Linked DNA regions of Ovis aries: region 1 is linked to region 2. A link is a contact called in public Hi-C data. All regions are on one chromosome and are shown on one strand. The core of a region is the stretch at or near the end of the contact, and the rest is flanking DNA. Distances in the headings are between cores, read along the strand shown. Region 1 has its middle 48 kb from the start of THY1. Region 2 holds the start of MFRP (membrane frizzled-related protein).

The links. Hi-C and Micro-C count contacts between places; a contact is called where the count stands out from the background.
Region 1: a Hi-C map of hypothalamus shows a contact between it and region 2, with 4 times the contacts expected there. The contact joins the enhancer-like site here to the promoter of MFRP in region 2. A contact is called at or near these places in 3 of 16 Hi-C or Micro-C datasets (hypothalamus, muscle and tail adipose tissue).

What each region holds. Positions count from the first base shown.
Region 1 is chr15:29,743,885-29,747,109 of ARS-UI_Ramb_v3.0, forward strand. No RefSeq gene overlaps it. Among named protein-coding and RNA genes, the nearest start is that of THY1, 48 kb to the left of the region's middle. Within about 2 kb of position 1,862, at least 13 of the 54 cell types and tissues checked have an H3K27ac peak or open chromatin away from gene starts, as enhancers often do. A contact at or near this core is called in hypothalamus and tail adipose tissue, where this site is marked.
Region 2 is chr15:29,636,958-29,640,200 of ARS-UI_Ramb_v3.0, forward strand. It overlaps MFRP (membrane frizzled-related protein), which reads right to left and starts at 1,833. Exons shown (of 13, transcript XM_027979003.3): 1 at 1,618-1,833; 2 at 1,393-1,495; 3 at 1,162-1,275; 4 at 882-1,043; 5 at 524-737; 6 at 1-87. The coding sequence starts at 1,671.

The DNA.
Region 1 (3,225 bases), core at 612-3,111, 110 kb after region 2:
GGCAGAGGATGAGACGGTTGGATGGCATCACTGACTCAATCGCCACGAGTCTGAGCAAACTCCAGGAGACAATGAAGGATAGGGGAGCCTGGCGTGCTGCAGTCCGTGGGGTCACAGAGAATCAGACATGACTGAGCTATGCGCAACAATTTGGTCACTGTAAATTCTCTTACCACTCTGCCCTTTTGCTGCTCCTGCTGAGCCAAACCCCAGCCCTGGATGGCTGTGGGGCAGAATCGCTCCAACAAAGGGTCCAGTGTTTCCCTGTGCGTGTGTTTCCTTCCCCCTCTCCCGCTTGTGCTCAAAATCCCCTTCTACCCCTCACTCGCAGGGCCGTTTTCCATTTCCCAGAGTTAAAGGGAAGAGAGACCGCAGCGACAGAAGGAGGACCCTGGGGTGGGAGGGGCTGAAGAGGAGGAAAGGGACTGCAGTGCTCACTGGTGCTCAGCAATACTCCAGCGTGAGCCTCCCCCGCCCCCACAAGGCCTTGGCTGACCTGTAGACACCCTCTGCTGGCCCACTGAGGCAGGAAGCTTGGCTGCCCTACAGGGCTGGACTCAGGAGAACAGACCACGAAGATCAGGAGTCAGCGCTGGGCACAAGGAAGGCTAGGTCCCTGAAGACATCCAGGAGGAGATGAGAAGGCCGGTGGATAGACTGATCTGGAATCTGGGAGAATGATCTTGGCAAACGACTTGAGAACAAAGTCTAGGTCATGGGATCAGATGTGACCACTCAGGAAATATGTATGAAGGAGAAGAGAGACCGGAAATGGAGCTTTGAGAAATACCACACCTATAGGATAGGGGTGCTGGTGGTAAAGAATCTGTCTGCTAATGGTGGAGACATAGGAGACGCACGAATTGAGGGTTTGATCCCTGGGTTGGGAAGATCCCCTGGAGGAGGAAATGGCAACCACTCCAGTATTCTTGCCTGGGAAATCCCATGGACAGAGGAGCCTGGCAGGCTACAGTCCGTGGGGTTGCAAAGAGTTACACACGACTGAGCACACTCACATTCACACTCACACACACACACACGATAGTCATTGGAAGAAGAGCTTTCCTGAGTTTTCCTGTCTGTAAAGTGGATATGATGATGCAAGTTGCTGTAAAGATATAATAAACGTAATATGTCACTTAACATATAACACTTAACATATCAAGTGTTTGACATGGTGTTGGTGCTCCCTGATGGACCTTGAATTTGTAGCACGTTTCCACAGTGGTCTTCCTCCTGGGTCACGTTGGTTTACTGACATCCCTTCAAGAGAAGTGACCAGAGGCCTGGACTTCATCGCTGCCGACTGCTGTCCTCCACTGGACAGTATGTTCTATTAATGTGGCCCAAGCTTGCGGTTATGTTTTCAGCACTGCAGTCTGCTGGAAAGTGTTGGCTCAGCCAAGACCTCTGTGCTTTTGTGAGGGATGCTCTGAATCCAAGAGCCTTCAAGGGAAGATGTAAAGGAAGGGACCGGTTCCTGTGGCAGGATCCAAGGCTGGTCCTCAGACATAGCGGCTGTCATATCCTTTACAGAAAGGGCGGAGAAGTTGGCCAGCACCTCCTGGCTCTGCCCTCTGGGCCTGCAAGGCAGGAGACAGGAAAGGTAGAATGAAGCTGGTGATGGGGAATGTGGAGGGAAGAGGCAGGTCTGAGGAGATGCTGGGATGGGCGGGGTCTCCAGGCCAGGGGTGGATGCTCTGGGTTCCCTCATCCGTGTCTCTTACCCCTTCAGTGAGCCTGGGCCCCTGTGTGCTGCTTCTGATGAAAGGAGTTTGCCTTTGTCTTTAGGGAGGCCAGACTCCTGGCGAAAGGGCAGTGGCTGGAGCAATACCGCCCCCTCATGGTCTATTCTGCAACTGCAGTCAGTGGACCCATCCCGGAGTTGGGAGCTGCCTTCCGACACCCCACCCAACCTCTTCTGAGGCCCATAGGCTGCCTCCAGATCAGCTGATCAGCTGACTTTGTGGTCCTTGGCTGTCTTTGGCAGCTTGTCCTGTGTACCTAAGAGTGTCCCTTTGTTTCTGGCTTATGTGAGCCGTCGCTGCCTGCAGTATATCTCTCCTGCTCCCTTGGACTGTCGTCTCTGCGGCTGTGATCAGCACCTCCCGTCTCTCTTCCCACCACTCTCTGTGTCTGTGTTTCTGCATCTTCTCCTGTCTCTGACTTGCTCCCTGCCCCCCTCCACTGCTTGTGTGTCCTGGAGCTGGGGTCACAGCTGCCCTCCCCCCAGAGCCAGATTGATTCTTGAGAAGACTGGGATTTTTAGCTTTTTCCACGATGAGTCAGGAACTCCTGGAGGGATGAGGGCCAAGGCCCCAGCCAGCAGTGGCCTCAGAGAGGATGCCGGAGGTCAGAGGAGTCTTGGGCTGGGCTGAAGACTGTGACAAGAGATTTTCCAAAATATGCTCATGGGGCCAGTGGGAGGCTCTGTGCATTCCTGCGGATGTCTAAGAAGCAGAACAAGCAAGCCGCCGGCTGCCAGTGTGGAGCAAGGCTGCTCTAGCTGCCAGCTGTGTGCAGAGCCCTCCTGCTCTCCTCAGTCCTCACCACACTTTCTGTGGCCTCAGGGCCTTTGCACAAACTCTTTCTCCTTGGAGCAGTCTTTCCCTTGAGGCGTTCAAAAGCACTTCCTTTAGGAAGTCCTGGATTCACAGTGTCTGAGATGAGGCCCTCCTCTGTGCCAAGGTACCATCCTCTACCTGGTTTAATGTAACCTGGATGCAGTTCTGCCTCCCTGACTTGTGTGTCTGTTCTAGGGAGGGGTGGGTATGAGCTTTCATGTGCCTGGGCAGGAAGCAGCAAGTGGCAGAGACAGGGCTGAGGGAAGCAGGCAGGGATGATCCACACGGTACCTCCCTCCTCCCCACAGCCCCTACTTGTTCTGCCTGTTTCTATTCTGACCTTTCTTCCCCCAGGTTTCTCTGTATTTTGGTGCCGGAGGCCACAGAAGTTCCAGGAAAATCTGTCTGGCTTCTGGCCCAGGAGCAGGCTCCAGGCAGGCGGTGGGGAAGGGCTGATCGCCGTCAGGTGTCTGTTGAGTCCCCTGAGTTGGCACTATGGGGATGGGGCCACCTGTGGGCAGCCGAGGACTAGGGTGGATGGGCAGAGGAGGGGGCACCAGGGGCACTTTGTAGACCGAGTGGCCGTGTCTCAGTGTGGTTGTATGGCATGAGCGGGCAGAGGGAGAGCTCACTTGGGGTTCTCACCTGTAGCCTGGAGTTG
Region 2 (3,243 bases), core at 583-3,082:
CCTTCCACACTGCTGTCAGAGACGAAGGCCAGCCGGAGGCGGCTGGCGTTGGTATTGAATGTGGGGGGAGGCACCCTCCCACATACTCTGCGAGAAGCCAGATTGGGGGTGATGGCAGCTCAGAGCTCAGGGCAAGCGGCAGTGGAGCCTGCCTGGGCTCTGTGGTCCTCTTTCCTGAAGCCCCATCCTGGGGACGATGTGTCAAAAAAGGTTCTGTTCCTTTCCAGCAGAGCCGTGACCTCCCTGGCACCTGCTTGTCCATCCTTGAACCATTGATTAATGGGAAAGACATGTGGGAGCTCCAGCTTCCTGATTTGGAAGCCAAGGTCAGAGAGGGGAAGTGACCTTCCCAAGGTCATGTAGTAAGATGGTGGCAGAGCTGGGCGCAGAGGCCAAGTCTCTCCATTTCTTCCTCCCAGTCAAGAGTTTCCCTCTGCACCTTCCTGGTTCTGCCCTCCGGACAGTTGTTCAGGACAGGGATGAGAGAGTAGGGGTTGGGATCTCCGGGGACAGAGGAACCTACCTGAGGAGGGGGCCTTCAGGCTCGGGAGAGATTTCCAAGCGATCGAAAAGACAAGAGGCCACGCTCTCCATGCTGAGAGTTTCGATCTTGAGCTGTATTGCGTGGTCTGTGTCCACCTGGATATGCCACACGCAGTGGGCGTTGGGTGGGTAAGGGTCTGGGTAGTTGGGGCTGCTGAAAAAGCCCCTTGGGCCGGGAAGGAGGCCCCCACAGGCTGCAGAGATTGAGGTGAGCAATCAGAGGTCAAAAGAAGAGAGAGTTTTGTTTTTTTTTTTTTCCTCTCAAGGTGTCTTTTCCTGCATGTCCCCCTCCTGCCATCCTGGGCCCTTCTCCAGGAAGATCAGCCCTGAGTACTCACCGGACTGAGGTGCGAGGCTCACTCCTGCCTCCGGTTGCCTTTTAGGGGTTCCAGTTGCCTGGGAGGTGGTGGTGGAGGTGGCAGGGGTAGTGCCAGTGGTGGCGAGGCCTCGGGAAGGCAGTGGACGGTAGGTGGCCCCCGGTGGGGCTGTAGCCTGCAATTCTGGAGGTGACAAGATGGGGGAGGGGCCTCAGAGGCTCTGGATCCCTCGGGGGCATGGGCAGAAGAGCTCTGGGGTCTCATCCTAAAGCCCTTTTTCCAGCAGGCCCTGGGGACTTACGGGCCAGGATGATGGCCACCAGCAGCCCGAGCAGCAGGAGCAGCAGGCCGGCCAGCAGGAGGACACACAGCCAGGAGAAGTGGCAGTCTGGCTGCAGCCATCGGGGATGCCGACCTGCGGACAGGCAGGGCGGGGTTTTGAGAGCCCTCTCCCTAGGGCATCCCTCACCTACCACCCTGAGCTGCCAGGCCTTTATTGTCCTACCCCCGGGTCACCCCCTGAGATGGTTACCTTGCCAGGGAGCTCGGGCGCTGCAGTTGGCGTCCTCCCGGAGGGCGGGGAGGGGGCAAGATGGCCCTGATTCAGGCTCGAAAGCAGGATTGCAGAACTCAGTCTGAAGGGAGAGATCTGAGGGCTGAGGGCTGGTGGCCGTGCTGCCTGGCAGGTGTGCTCACGGGGCACAGCAGCCCTAGGCAGGCGTCTGGGGCTTGTGGGAGCTGCCCTGGTGGCCCTTACCTTGCTCAGCTCTGTCGTTTCCACACAGACGACGATATCTGAGCAGTCCTTCATGGCTCTAGGCTCTGCATGGCTTTCTGGTGTCCCTGTGACAGCAGCGCAAGGCCCCAAAGAGCCCACTTCCTGCCCCAGTCCCCCTCTCGAGGGGCAGCCTCTGCTCCCTGAGGCCGGGGGGCAGTCGGGCTAGACCAGCTCTCCTGCTGCCCTAGGCAGACTGGCTCAGGTCGCTGGCTATTCAGTCTCCGTGTGGGGGAAGGGACAACAGCCAGAAGGAATTCGCAAAGGCATGGAATGGTCGCTTAATCCAACTCAGCTGAGGATGCTGAAGTTGAGGCCCTGCCACACAGCAGTGGTCCTTAAAGGCACAGGCCATGGCTGAGGACACCCTGCACAGGAAGCTGGGTGCTCTGTGTGGGCTGTGGCGGGGAGCTGGTCACCCCCTTTCTTAATCTCACTGAGGTGTTGAGTGAGTGCTGGGAGGGAAGGGGGGCAGTGGGGCAGTCTTGCAAGCATGAAGGAGCCTTCAAAGCCAGGTGTGAGGACTTGGCAGCTTCAGAGCCCGAGTCCTGAGGGCCCTGGACAAAAACAGCGGCCTTCTGCTCCTTCCAGGCTTCCCAGGTGGCTCAGGGGTAAAGAATCTGCCTGCCAATGCAGGAGACAGGGGTTCAATCCCTGGGTGGGGAAGATACCCTGGTGAAGGAAATGGTAATCCACTCCAGTATTCTTGCCTGGGAAATACCATGGACAGAGGAGCCTGGTGGGCTACAGTCCATGGGGTCGCAAAGAGTCAGACAACCGTTTAGCGGCTAAACAACAACTGCTCCTTGGCATCTGGGTGACTGAGGCATTACCCAAGCTGGGTCTTTGAAAGTCCCCCTAAAGCACCCGGGTGCTCAGGGACAAGAACAGTGTGGGTGGGACATGGTGTGTAGGGGCTGCTTGTGAACTCGAGGGGTTGGCTGCTGCTTCCTGGGTTGCTTCAGGCTGCAGGAGAAAGGACAGAGGAGGAGAAGGTGCCTGAGGCCTTGGGCAGGGTCAGGGCAGGCCCTTCAGATGGGCTGTGAATTCTGGTGGGTGGTGCCATCTGCTGTTGCAGGATAGAAAATCTGCCCTCTGCAAACTACATCACTCTGTGCCTCTCTCTCCAGGAGCGAAGTTCTCCTGGAAAATCCCCGCCTGGCTCAGCTGTCCGCAGGGAGACTGGAAAGGGATTGTCATCTGTTTTGACTAGGCCATGCTCGGGCTGAGTTGGGCAGGGCAGGAGGTGGGGAAGCGGCGTATTTTTTTTCTATGGTTTGTAGAATGTCTGTTCCATACTAGCCCTGGGTGAAAGGTCCTAAGTGCAATTTCTCTCCTTGAATCACTGTGAGGCCGCATAATCCTGTTACAAATGATGGCCTACGGCTCCCCGGGAGGTTCAGTAACTTCCTCAGGGTCACACAGCCGGTGAGATACTGAGACAGGAGTTGAACCCGGGACTGGGAAAATCCAAAATGCACATTTTCTCAGACACACCTCTGCGCCTCTACACTGGCCTGAGGCAGGCTGGTGATGGGGCGGGACTAAGTGAGGAGCCTGGCAGGGAGAGAAGCAGGGAGGCTGAGTCTGTGGCCCTGAGGCAGCTCT